Regions from separate parts of the Mus musculus genome. Here regions 2, 3 and 4 are each linked to region 1. Evidence: chromatin contacts called from public Hi-C, HiChIP or PLAC-seq and promoter capture Hi-C data. All regions are on one chromosome and are shown on one strand. Each heading gives the region's core, a stretch centred on a gene start, on an enhancer-like site or on the middle of the called end of the contact. The rest is flanking DNA. Distances are from core to core; before and after follow the strand shown.

Region 1 (2,864 bases), core at 39-2,538:
GTGTAGCCCTGGCTGTCCTGAAACTCACTCTGTAGACCAGGCTGGCCTCGAACTCAGAAATCCACCTGCCTCTGCCTCCCAAGTGCTGGGATCAAAGGCTTGCACCACCACCGCCCTGTGGCAACAAAGTCTTAATAATTAGTACATGTGTTGGGGTCTCCCTCCCCCAGCATAGCTGTAGCCATTTCGTTCCATGTCTGCTAGCTACTTCATATGTTGCTGTAGTGTGCCTGCCAGTCATTGACACAGAAAAATAACTTGACTCAGAACAGAGTCATGCTGATCACATACCCTGTTCTGTTCTGTGTGTTATGAGGTTTGTTAATCTTAAGAAATTCCACAACTGTAGGCTTCATGTAGGACCCATCAAATTAAAGGTCAATATAAACTGTCACGTCTAAAATGGCTTGAGTGAGGGCTGACTACCAGGCAGCCCTTCCAGCACCTGCATTGGAGCCCACTGTGGTTTGAGCGGTTTTAACCTTTAGAAGATGGCCATTAAGAAATATCCAGCGCTCAGCTTTTTGAGCTGTTGCCCTGGTCCATCAGGCTTGTGGTGTGAGTTATATAAACCATCCCTGTTTAACTGAGTTTGATGTTTGTGTGCTTTGTAGAGCAACTCCAGGACCCCAATAAGTTTTTATATTGTGGGCCCACAGGAATGGACTTGAACCATGAACTTTGGATATAGCTGCTCTGGTTGAAAATGATTGCGCAGTATTAAGGTGCAAGTTGCATGTAGACAGTTTGTGTCTTTTACCTGCCTTTGTCTAAAAGTATAGATATTAGGGCCCGCTAGTAAATAAATTGCATGTTATAAATTGACAGCAAAGCCTTTCATTCACTCATTTACCCTAACCTCCATAATTGGTGTGAAAATTTCCAAGAATTCTCATAATCAGGGTGCCTGCCAATTTTGAAAATAGGTTAAGCGGGGTTGCAGCCTGTATTTAATAATGAAGCTATTGTTTGGTCAGGTATTAATGTATAATGTCCAGATGTCATTGTCCCTTTACCACTGCAGCCCAGGCCTCTGGGTTCCTCCGCCTGATGTGGAGAAAGAGCCGAGCTGCTTAACTGACAGAAGCATCGAGAAGTGATGGAGTTTGTAGGCACAACCTCCGCAACCCTCACTGCAGCAGCAGGTAAACCTCTCTGAAGACCTAGTGACGCCTAGCAACAGTCCCGGCGACCTGACCCCAGGGCTGCGGCCGCCAGGACCCGCGGGGAGCCGCCGCGTTGCCAGGGCGACGCTTCCGGCCGGCGCGCGCAGCCCCCGGAGCAGGAGAGTTGCGCGATGGGCGGCTAGACGTGCCCGGGCGCGGAGGATTAGCTCTCGGGAGCGCGCTCGCGGCCGCGCGCCTCTGCTTCCCAGGCTCCGTCGCTGACGCGTCGTGGACGTTGGGGAGCGGGAAGGCAGCAGCAGCGAGGCCGGGATGAACAGCGGCGGCGGCTTCGGCTTGGGCTTAGGCTTCGGCCTCTTCCCTACGACGGTGATTCAGGTGACGAACCTCTCGTCGGCGGTGACCAGCGAGCAGATGAGGACGCTCTTTTCCTTCCTAGGAGAAATCGAGGAGCTACGGCTCTACCCCCCAGAGTGAGTGCTGGAGCCCGGCGGGGGGAGGGGCGCGCCGCCATCCAGACCTCGGGCGCCGAGGGAGGCACGGGGCGAGCGCGGGCGTCACGTGACGGCGCGCTTCCCTAGGCGGCCATGTTTGATGAGGGCACCCGGCCGGCCGCGGGGCCTCTCCGCGGTGAGGTTTTGTTAATTGAGCTCCACGCGGGGTTCCTGCAGAGGACTTAGGGGTGCCTTCCTCTCTCGAGCCTCCGGGACTGTGGTTGATGCCCGGCCTTCGAGTTGGGTGCCCCGGGCCTTTGGTTTCCCCCGAACTTAAGATGGCCGCAGGTGGGCCGGCGACAGTCCTCATGGCAAATGCCTATAACGTTTCTTTTTTTTTTTTTTTTTTTTGCACTGGGAGAATCGTGGAGAACGCCAGCAACGCCAACGCCCGGACCTCTAGGTCTTAATGTCAGGCTGCTAGCGCTGCTGAGGGAGCGAGCGGATGACAACATGGAATCGGGGCTGTTTTTGTTCTCCGGGGTGATCTTAGACATTTACCATCGTTTTGGTTTTTCTAACCGAGCCCATATTCACGATCTTAAAGATCACGTCAATCTCTCCTTTTGGCAACAGCCTGAATTTTCCTTCTCCAAGAAGGTCACGCTGGCTCAGACGTTTCAAAAAGTATAAATCGGTGCAGAATTATCACTACTGTGTACATGTGTTTAAAATCCAGCGCTCGCTTCTTAGGCAGTGTACTTGAAGTGGTAAATTTCCCTTATGCAGTATTCACTAATCGGATAACTTGTAATGGTTTTACCGTTCGTAACATTCTCACACTCATAAACTTTAAGAAAATACTAAGGGCCACGGTATTTTGTTCTTTATGCTAAAATTATTTGAAGGAAAAGTTGTCCACGATTTTTTTGGGAAAAGATTTTGGCTTATTTCATAGTCATGCACACAGAACAATATATCTCTCTACTCTCTGTAAGTAGCAGAATGGCTACAAATTGATTTCTTACGGATGTGACTATTTAATGTTATGCATTCAAAAAAGTTGAAATAAAACAGTGACTGCCTATCAGTATTCTTTTCACTTGGTGCAGGTGATTATTAAATTTTCATTTATTCTAGCTGGGCGCGTTGCCAGGCGCCTTAATCCCAGCACTCTAGAAGGCAGAGCCAGGGATCTCTTGAGTTCAAGCCCACCCTGGTGGCCAGTGCTTTCTGGGTGAGAGAAACTGTCTCAAAAAACAAAACAAAAGATAAGAAAAGAGGAAGATATTCAATGTTTTAATAG
Region 2 (2,700 bases), core at 152-2,651, 270 kb before region 1:
TTTGTTTTGTTTGTTTTGTTTGCTTGTTTTTGTTTTTCGAGATAGGGTTTCTCTGTGTAGCCCTGGCTGTCCTGGAACTCACTTTGTAGACCAGGCTGGCCTCGAACTCAGAAATCTTCCTGCCTCTGCCTCCCCAGTGCTGGGATTAAAGGCATGCGCCACCACGCCCAGCTTTGTTTTGTTTTTTTTTAATCTGTGTATAAGTATGTACATATATGTTAACATAGAATAAATGCTAACATAAACCAAAGTGTGCATGTGTATAATGCGTGTTTGGGAAGTTGCTCATTTCTTTTGTACGCTGCAACTTTTATATATACTTTTTTAGCTTTCTAAAGGATGACTTTTACGTGTCTGTCTTTATGATTATGGATGCCAGTGGAAGCCAGACGAGGGCATCAGATCCCTTGGAGCTATCCAGGTGGTTGTGAGCCCTCAACATGATCCTCGGAACTGACCTTTTGGAAGAACAACGAGTCAGTTCTCTTACCCACTCTCCAGTCGCTCCAGCCCCTGAAGTATTTTATCTTTCTAATAAGAGAAAGGTTTTTTTCTGAAGACGAAGAATGCGCAGGTGATTTTTTTAAAGCAGAATTATTGATTATCTCCTTGCACGGTGTACAAAGAATGGTAGGATAGAATTCAAAATAAGTTAGAGTGCTTTGGATTTTTAGGATTCAAGGACATGAAAGGCAAGAATCTAAAAGCGGAAAGTCAGTAGAGGTGAGACAAGTAAAATGTTAAGCACTCAAAGAACATAGAGGAAAGACATGAGGCAGGCGATAGGTCAGGTGGAGTCTAAGAGAAGCTGTCTCTGAGTTACCTCAGTTAGGTTCTCCACAGCGCACATTCTTCTCACACCTCAGTGCACAGACCTTGAGCGGGGCATCCCCTGGGCATGTGCTGGGCTGTCGGGCATAGGATGGTAAGCCAAGCTCTCTCTGACTCAGCATCAAGGTTAAGTGGAACTTTTGTTCTTATCTGAAAAGGAGCAGTTTAAGTAAGTGCCTAGTTAGGACAGCGTAGGTAGCCTGAAGGCAAACCCGTGAAGTTCAGTTGTGATATTCAAGACTTTCCCAAATTGTGTTTCTTCCTGTCCTCAGACACCGACCTGCTCAAGTGCAGGGCTGCAGTGAAGACTAAGAAAAGATGAACCGTTTCTCACATCTTCTTTGTTACTGTTATTTTTTTCCAGTGATGCCTAGATATGTTCAAAGATAAAACCGTGACTTCTTACCCATCTAGTGACAGGAAAGTCTAGTAAATAGTGGCCACTTGTTTTTAGTGCCTTGCTTTGTGACCTGAACTTCTCATTAGCCTTCAATGTGGGGTAGATCAGACACATCAGGATCTGGACTTCGTGCTATTAAATCAGCAGTTGGCCCCATGAGTCAGCCAAGGTCTCTTCTCCGGAGGGCTGTCACTGTCTTAGGCATGTTGTGCTGACTCATTCCAACAGTTGCCTTTGCTCTGCTTTGGAGTTTTTTTTTTTTTATCATAAAAAGGAACCACAGTTATAACCAGTAAAAGGAGTTGGTCTCTTAATTCGATACTAACAACCTGTAGTGCTTAAGAGTTAAAAGGGCTCACATGACAAATTTAGTTACGTTTGTGTCATTTGACTCTACTGTGTAAGCTTAAACATTAATCTCTACATCAGCAAGACATAGGTTTTAAATCTGCAATGGAATAGATTTTAGGCATCCTAATGTCTATTTGGGAGATAGTAACACAAAGACTCATATTTAAGAGTTGGAAAGGCAGCTCAGTAGTTAAAAAAAAAAGTTGCTCTTGGGGAGGACCCAGGTTCAGTTCCCCACACCCACATGGCAGCCATAACCATCTATACCTCCAGGTCCAGGAGATCCAAGCCTACCAGCCTCCATGCACACCAGGTATGCACGTCTGTGTATATGCATACAGGCAAACACCCACATGCACAGAATGAATCTTAAACAAGTAAAACCAAAAACCAGAAAGAAAAGTAACTTCCTTTCAAAATTCCCCATCGAAACAGAAGTTAACCATATTTTTTTAGGCTCCCATGATCAAACATTTTCTGCAAGAAGTGTGCTCTGATTTGCCCATTGGGTTGTCGTGTGGCTTCACACTTAGCTTTATCTGGAAGATAGATGAGCATTGCTAGCTTTTATTATGTTTAACATCCCCAAACTGATGATGCTGAGAACTACGTAGGGAATCACTCTAGGACTCTAAACCTGGGAAGTGGTATAGTCGCTTGTGAGTGCCAGTTCAGCCACCCACTCCACAGTCCTGCGCAGGAGGCCCCCTCACACTGCAAAGCCAAAGTCCCCATTTCCGTGTCTATGCTGACTATGGTATCCTTTGGCTTAGGAGTTTCCTGGTTTGCTGGAAATTGAGCTTTTGAATTTTGTAGATTTTTTTTTGTCTTCATGTGAAAAATATTTAAATGATGTTGCCCAAAGGGTTCACAAAGGCGCAGCATGGCTGACTTTTGGGAAATCTGTAAGCAGGCGAGCTATTTTTAACTTTTACTCCTTCCTTGCAAACATTTCCTTTTGTTCTCTAGAGAACATTGTTGATCTGTTCATTCATTGGCAGTGTTCTGCCCCACTAGCAGACTTAGGGAGAATAGGCCCTCTCTTCTTCACGCTGGTGACGTAATTGTGTTGCTTCTTAGTTGTCCAATTTTGGCTCTAACTCATGAGTTACTCATTT
Region 3 (2,794 bases), core at 194-2,693, 310 kb before region 1:
CAAGATGGGTGCCTATTCAACTTGTGAGGTGGGGAGGGGTAGAATGAAGCAAGTGGCTGTGCTTATAATAGGAGCTTTCCTTCTGTGGTCACGGTGAGGAAACATCCAGGAGAGCCATCAACAGAGGAGAAAGACAGGGAACTGGTCAGGTTCAAGGTGGTGTGCGGAATTGGAGACAGACTTTTACGGATGAATTCTAAGTTAATTAAAATCCAGTTCAAGTGAGACACAGATATGATAGAAGGAAAGCCATAGCTCAGTGTGATCACCTGAGTGTAAGGACAGAGACGGTAGCTGGCTATGTGGTCTTGAGCAGGGTTGTTAAGGTGAATTGCAAAAGGATTCGCAGCTGGATTTTAATGAAAGATAGTTGAATGGACAGGTGAGGTTTAATGTTAATGTTCTTGCACCAGGGGCAGGAGTACTTGTAGAAGCTCACCAGGACAGCTCTTATACAGGGCCCCTACATGTGGGGATGACCCCACTGTATGTCCACACTCCAACTGCACTGTTTCCTCCTGACGGCCACCCTTAGTCTAGGATGTGCATATACCCACCGTGCTGTTCATTTCTAAGAAAACAGGCTCGGGGAGCCATTTGAACAAGGAAATCTGTGCTGCTAGATACCTGGAACATAGCTGCGTGGCAGTGGCAGTTCTGAGCAAGCTCTTCCCATTCAACCTCTTGAGCTAAATGTAGGTACAGAAAGGCCAGAGTGGGGCCTGGAAAGTACTGCAAACAGCCAGGCCTAAGGGTAACATGTCAGAGAAGCCAGGCGGGCTGAGGAAGTGCAGGGGTGCACAGAGTGAAGGTGTAAGGGATACGGTGGAGCATCAGTGCAACTCAGAGGTGGGAAGAGAGGAGGTTATGGTAAAGAGCGGGCTGCTCTTATCCTCTCTGAGAGCGTCTCTGAGTGGTGGTGAGAATAGTGCACATGAGCGTTCTTAGGGTAAGGCAGATCACAAAGATGAAACTGAAGGTCATCCGCCTCCCTGAAACTCTTCAGCATGGCCACAGAGTTTAAGATGGAGAAGACTGGAGGCCAGGAGAGGACTCAGAGGTTAAGAGTGTGTACTGTTCTTCCAGAGGACTCGAGCTCCAGCTCCAGAGCTCCAGCACCCACTTCTGGTTTATGCCGGCACGATGCACATGTGATACACAAGCAGGCACAAGATGAGTAAAGTCTTTCCTAGAATAAATCTTTTTAGGGTGGGGGGTAAGTCTCTGTGACCTAGTCTTAGAGCAGAGGTCAGAGGCTGGGGGATGACAGCAACAGAGAGCTGGTGAGGGACAGAGCCGGAAAGCAGCAGCCTGGGAAGATCAGGAGGATGACCGGGGAAGCCGCCTCAAAGGTCTAAAAGACTACATCTTGTAGAGGTCTGGTTGCATAAGGAACTTGAGAGAATGAGTCACTTCATTGGTGGGTGGAACAACCCAGTCCTCAGGAATCCAGGTGTGCTTGTCACCTCTGTCACTATGACAAAGCACCGAGGCTCGCAGGATCAAAGGAGGGAAGCTCAGTTTTGGTTCACAGGGTCAGAAGTTTCGGTCCCTAGTGTTGACCTGTTACTGTGGCCTCTCACAGCACAAGCACATCATAGCTGGTGTGTGCCCGGGGAGGTCTGTCTACCTCAGGGAGGCTGGGAAGAAGAGAGAGTCAGGGGCTGAAGGGCAGCTCCCTGTGTTGATCACTTCTTGTGCTACCAGGACTAACACCCAACGGAGGCAGGTAAAGAAGGAAGGATTTATTTTGGCTCACAGTCCTAGGTAGGGGAGCCATCACAGCAGCAGGAGGGGGGTGGCTGGCCACACTGCATCTACACCCAAGATGCAGAGTGGTTAATGCTGGTGGTACTCATCTTGCTTTCTCCTTCATATGCAGACTGGGACCCCAGCCATGGAATGGTACCTCCTGTGTTTAGTGTGGGTCATCTCACCACAGTCAATTTAACCTAATAGTCTCAGACAAGCTGTGAGGTTGTAGAGGTTGTCAACGTGACAGTCGGTGTTAGCCATCACATCCCATCCACTCACCTCCCTCCCTAGGGCTATCTCCTGAAGGCTTCCCAACTCCCCAGCAGCACCATGGCTTTAGAGACTAGGCTATCAGATTGGGGCAACATTTAAGACCCATGTGACAGCCTGGCGAGATGGCACGTGCCTGAACCCCACTTGGGGTAAGGCTGTAAGGGCCCTTGGAAGGCTAAGGCAGGAAGATCATGAATCTGATGCTAGCCTGGGCAACATAGCAAGATCCAAGCTAGCTTGGACCACTTAGAGAAACCATGTCTAAAGAAACAAAAGAGTCAATCTAAATCACAGTAGCCAGCTTCTGTTAGGACACAGGGGGAAAAGAAGTTCTCTGTGGTACAGTTGGGGGAAGGGAAGCTTAGAGAGAGGTGCATCAGGGCACAAAACTCTGGGGTTAGGGACAGAATGGATGGCATGAAGGAACAAGTTGAAGGGCCTAGTGAGATAGCTAGGGAAAAAGGAGCTTGCCACCAAGCCTCATGACCTGAGTTTGATTCCTAAAACTCACATGTTGGAAAGAATGGACCAACCTCGACAAGTTCCCACCGACTTCCACACGTACATTGTCAGCTATAATGGTGCACACCTTCAATATTAAAAGGCAAGCAGGAAAGGCAAGTGGATCTTTGTGAGTTCCAGGCTAGCCTCTTCTACATAAGTTACAGGCCATCCTATTTCAGAAAAAAAAAATGCTTTTGAGAGTGCTAGAGAGGTGGTTCAAAGGCTAATAGTATGGACTGTTCTTGCAGAGGATGAGTTTAGT
Region 4 (2,701 bases), core at 154-2,653, 290 kb before region 1:
GCAACTGAGTGGCAAGCGGGGGTCTTGTTACTGAGTCAGACTTTTGTTCAGTGTCATTTTTGTGGTTCAGTTTCCCAGTGTGCTAGTTAGTGATGGTTGCATTAGACCAATTTGAAGTCAGTTTCCCACAGACTATCCTTTTACCTGTGTGCACTTGTGTCCCTCGCTTTGAGAGTGTGTGGTTTTCATCTTGATGTAGACTGCGAATGTTACTCTTATGTTGTTGAGTGCCTTCCTGTAGATACAGAAGGGAATTGTGTCTACCTACCGTGGGGACCTACCGTAAGCATGTGCACAGCCATGGAGGAGCTATGAGTGCCACTCAACTGGCTAATGAGACAGTGGGATTAGCCGTTGTTCCCAGCTCAGAACCAAATGTTTGCCTCAGCTCAAGGCCAGCTCTCTGCTGTGTATCTCAGCCTCCTAGATCCTTAGCAATAAACCCAGCTCTTGCTAAACTCTGCTTACCATACTGCACGTGGTTATGGCCTAGATACTCCCCACCCACCCCCAAGCCTTACGATGTCATACCATAGAGACTCCTGTCGCCACACTCACACCTCAGGACAGACTTCCCGGCGCTATTGGAACTGACTAGACGAGCTCCAGTTAATGACATCCATATGAACGTTGTGATTTGAACTGTTCGCCATCCCTGCGGGAGCTAGTGCCTAGCCAGGTTGTCTCCCTAGACATTTTGGGTTTCTTCCCAGATACCTGCTGCTGGATCCCAGTAATTGCCAAAGCCATCTCAGGAGGGTTTCAACTCCAATCTTGCCCACAAACTCACAGTTCCACAGAGGCACAAAGGGAGATTATAATGGAAAAAGGAGTTTAACCGTTCTTACCCTCTGCTGAGAATACACTGGTGGAAGGTTGAGTAACGTTGGGAGTGTTGTAGCTCTGTGACACCGATTGTTTCGTGGTAGGCAGTGTGAAGTACTGTTTCTGTTCTGAGTCTCACTGATTGAAACGCAGCTCTGTTTACCTCCCTGTCATCGGCCATCTCAAATGCCATTTCTAAAACTAAACACCATTCATTAAAAACCTAATCAGTTGGGAAATTTGGAACACTCAGATCTGGATGGCCCTGGTCTTCCATGGAGAAAATGTCCAACTGACAGGAGGCCTGTAAGCTCCAGTGACAGAAGGCTGCCATTGTCCCTCAGCCAAAGTGAGTCTTTTGTACCTGCTGAGTCTGTCTGGAGTCACATTTCCTCCCAGGGACCATGAGCTGACCAGCCACCTTAGATACACACCACATATCCTGTGACTTCCTTTGGATTTTTGGATTTTTATTGTCTTGGCTGTGGGAATTTTCCAGCCCCCTCCAGGACCTTCTGTCCTTTGGAGGCTAGCAGCTTTCCTTGTGTTTTACTGGGGTGCTGACTCATTTTTACCAGATACTTACTTGTTCATGTGCAGCCTGCTGTAGTCCCTTGATCTCCCTTGCCAAGTGACAGGAAGGCGCTTTTGAAGTATTGGAGCCTTTTGCTGGAGTTTTATCCAACTGTCCTTGTTTGGTATTTTGGCAAGAGAGTCTTCTTACCCAGCATTTGTGCAGAGTTCACCCCATTATTTCTCTTCCTGCATCTCAAGGGGAACCAGGTTAACGACTGATAGACAATTAAATCCAGATGATTTGCAGTAAGAACTGTGCCTGGGTCATGCAGGCTGCTCAGAAGGAGACTATGCAAATGTGCCCATTAGCACAGCCTCCCCCAACCCCCCCACCCCACCCCAGCACTCTTAGCTCTGAGGCAGGGCAAGGCTAGTGTGCATGGCCTCTTATTTATTGAATATTTCTGTTTTAAATTAGCAGAAGCTCACCAAAGCATAAAAGGAATTAGGTCTTTAATAGGGCCTGCCCCACAGTCACCTGTGCTTCATGGCCCCACAGAGATGATGGATGCAGTACATTGGCTTTGGCCTGGGAGTTGATTGTTTGCTTGTGTGCTATTACAACAGAAATAGCTGACATGCTTGTTAATTTAAGGAAACGTGCGATTTGGAGAAGATAAAGCCTGAGGCCAGGCGATACTTGGAAAAATCAATTAAAATGGGGAAAAGGAATGGACTCCATCTTCCAGAACACGTAAAAAATGTGAGTTTCTTTCTTTTTATTTTTTTATTACTAAGTTTTATAGTAAGTATTAGTAGGTTGTTTGTTGACAGTTTTGTGTATGTGTAAGATGCATTCTGATTACTCTCTCACACATATAACCCTCGTCTGTCCGTCATTCTCTTATTTGAGGAGAAAAAGGAAAAAAAATGCACCAAGAACCAACAAGTAGGCAAAGAGATGAGTTTTAATAGGATAGCCCATACTTAAAAAAATCCATTTATGATATTTGATGCTTTTACTTTTCTTCTTTTAAAGATTTGTTTTATATGTATGTTTTTATATGTATGTATGTTTTATATGTATGTCTGTGAGTCTAAATGTGTGTGTGCTGATACCTACAGGGCCCCAAAAAGAGATTCTGGTGCCCTGGAACTACAATTATAGCAGTGGTTGTTAGCTGTCTAGTATGGGTGCTGGGAACTGAACAAGGGTTCTCTGGAAGAGCTGTAAGCTCTCTCAACCACTAAGCCATCTCCCCAGCCCCTGATTCAACTATTAAAACTTATGCTAACCTCATTAGTAACTAAACAACTTACAAATCTCTCACATACACACACACACACACACACACACACA

The links. Promoter capture Hi-C pulls out the DNA fragments that hold promoters and counts their contacts. A called contact is a pair of places that touch in the nucleus more often than the background predicts. HiChIP or PLAC-seq counts read pairs in DNA pulled down with a chosen protein or histone mark.
Region 2: a contact with region 1 is called in a promoter capture Hi-C map of 3T3-L1-derived adipocytes, with 7 times the contacts expected there. The contact joins the enhancer-like site here to the promoter of Srek1 in region 1. A contact is called at or near these places in 16 of 39 promoter capture datasets (the 3T3-L1 cell line, 3T3-L1-derived adipocytes, the HPC-7 cell line and 10 more), 2 of 15 datasets of contacts at CTCF or cohesin (the NIH/3T3 cell line and pro-B cells), 20 of 484 Hi-C or Micro-C datasets (the C2C12 cell line, the G1E-ER4 cell line, the N1E-115 cell line and 13 more), 21 of 115 datasets of contacts at active chromatin or transcription factors (the 230-238 cell line, the NIH/3T3 cell line, the SCID.adh cell line and 18 more) and 4 of 9 other capture datasets (adipose tissue, liver, macrophages and 1 more).
Region 3: an H3K27ac HiChIP or PLAC-seq map of trophoblast stem cells shows a contact between it and region 1, with 3 times the contacts expected there. The contact joins the enhancer-like site here to the promoter of Srek1 in region 1. A contact is called at or near these places in 17 of 39 promoter capture datasets (the 3T3-L1 cell line, 3T3-L1-derived adipocytes, the C10 cell line and 9 more), 3 of 15 datasets of contacts at CTCF or cohesin (the G1E-ER4 cell line, large pre-B cells and pro-B cells), 7 of 484 Hi-C or Micro-C datasets (B cells, the G1E-ER4 cell line, bone marrow-derived macrophages and 4 more), 27 of 115 datasets of contacts at active chromatin or transcription factors (the 230-238 cell line, the NIH/3T3 cell line, SST interneurons and 19 more) and 5 of 9 other capture datasets (adipose tissue, embryonic stem cells, liver and 2 more).
Region 4: a Hi-C map of embryonic fibroblasts shows a contact between it and region 1, with 4 times the contacts expected there. The contact joins the enhancer-like site here to the promoter of Srek1 in region 1. A contact is called at or near these places in 9 of 39 promoter capture datasets (the 3T3-L1 cell line, 3T3-L1-derived adipocytes, embryonic stem cells and 5 more), 1 of 15 datasets of contacts at CTCF or cohesin (the NIH/3T3 cell line), 7 of 484 Hi-C or Micro-C datasets (bone marrow-derived macrophages, cardiomyocytes, cerebellar granule neurons and 4 more), 16 of 115 datasets of contacts at active chromatin or transcription factors (the NIH/3T3 cell line, the SCID.adh cell line, T-cell acute lymphoblastic leukemia and 10 more) and 4 of 9 other capture datasets (adipose tissue, embryonic stem cells, liver and 1 more).

What each region holds. Positions count from the first base shown.
Region 1 is chr13:103,773,032-103,775,895 of GRCm38.p6, reverse strand. It overlaps Srek1 (splicing regulatory glutamine/lysine-rich protein 1), which reads left to right and starts at 1,288. Exons shown (of 12, transcript NM_001361085.1): 1 at 1,288-1,597. The coding sequence starts at 1,437. It overlaps Gm52054 (a long non-coding RNA gene), which reads right to left and starts at 1,279. Exons shown (of 4, transcript XR_003950659.1): 1 at 860-1,279.
Region 2 is chr13:104,039,937-104,042,636 of GRCm38.p6, reverse strand. All of the region lies in intron 9 of Nln (neurolysin (metallopeptidase M3 family)), which reads left to right. It overlaps Gm30967 (a long non-coding RNA gene), which reads right to left. Exons shown (of 3, transcript XR_873894.3): 2 at 824-981. Among named protein-coding and RNA genes, the nearest start is that of Gm30967, 3.4 kb to the right of the region's middle. Within about 2 kb of position 1,401, at least 123 of the 459 cell types and tissues checked have an H3K27ac peak or open chromatin away from gene starts, as enhancers often do. A contact at or near this core is called in 3T3-L1-derived adipocytes, the C2C12 cell line, the G1E-ER4 cell line and 12 more, where this site is marked.
Region 3 is chr13:104,081,325-104,084,118 of GRCm38.p6, reverse strand. The region is part of intron 1 of Nln (neurolysin (metallopeptidase M3 family)); the gene reads left to right. Among named protein-coding and RNA genes, the nearest start is that of Nln, 27 kb to the left of the region's middle. Within about 2 kb of position 1,443, at least 28 of the 459 cell types and tissues checked have an H3K27ac peak or open chromatin away from gene starts, as enhancers often do. A contact at or near this core is called in trophoblast stem cells, where this site is marked.
Region 4 is chr13:104,061,148-104,063,848 of GRCm38.p6, reverse strand. Nln (neurolysin (metallopeptidase M3 family)) reads left to right here. Exons shown (of 13, transcript NM_029447.2): 4 at 1,997-2,104. Among named protein-coding and RNA genes, the nearest start is that of Gm30967, 25 kb to the right of the region's middle. Within about 2 kb of position 1,403, at least 29 of the 459 cell types and tissues checked have an H3K27ac peak or open chromatin away from gene starts, as enhancers often do. A contact at or near this core is called in T-cell acute lymphoblastic leukemia, embryonic fibroblasts and embryonic limb bud, where this site is marked.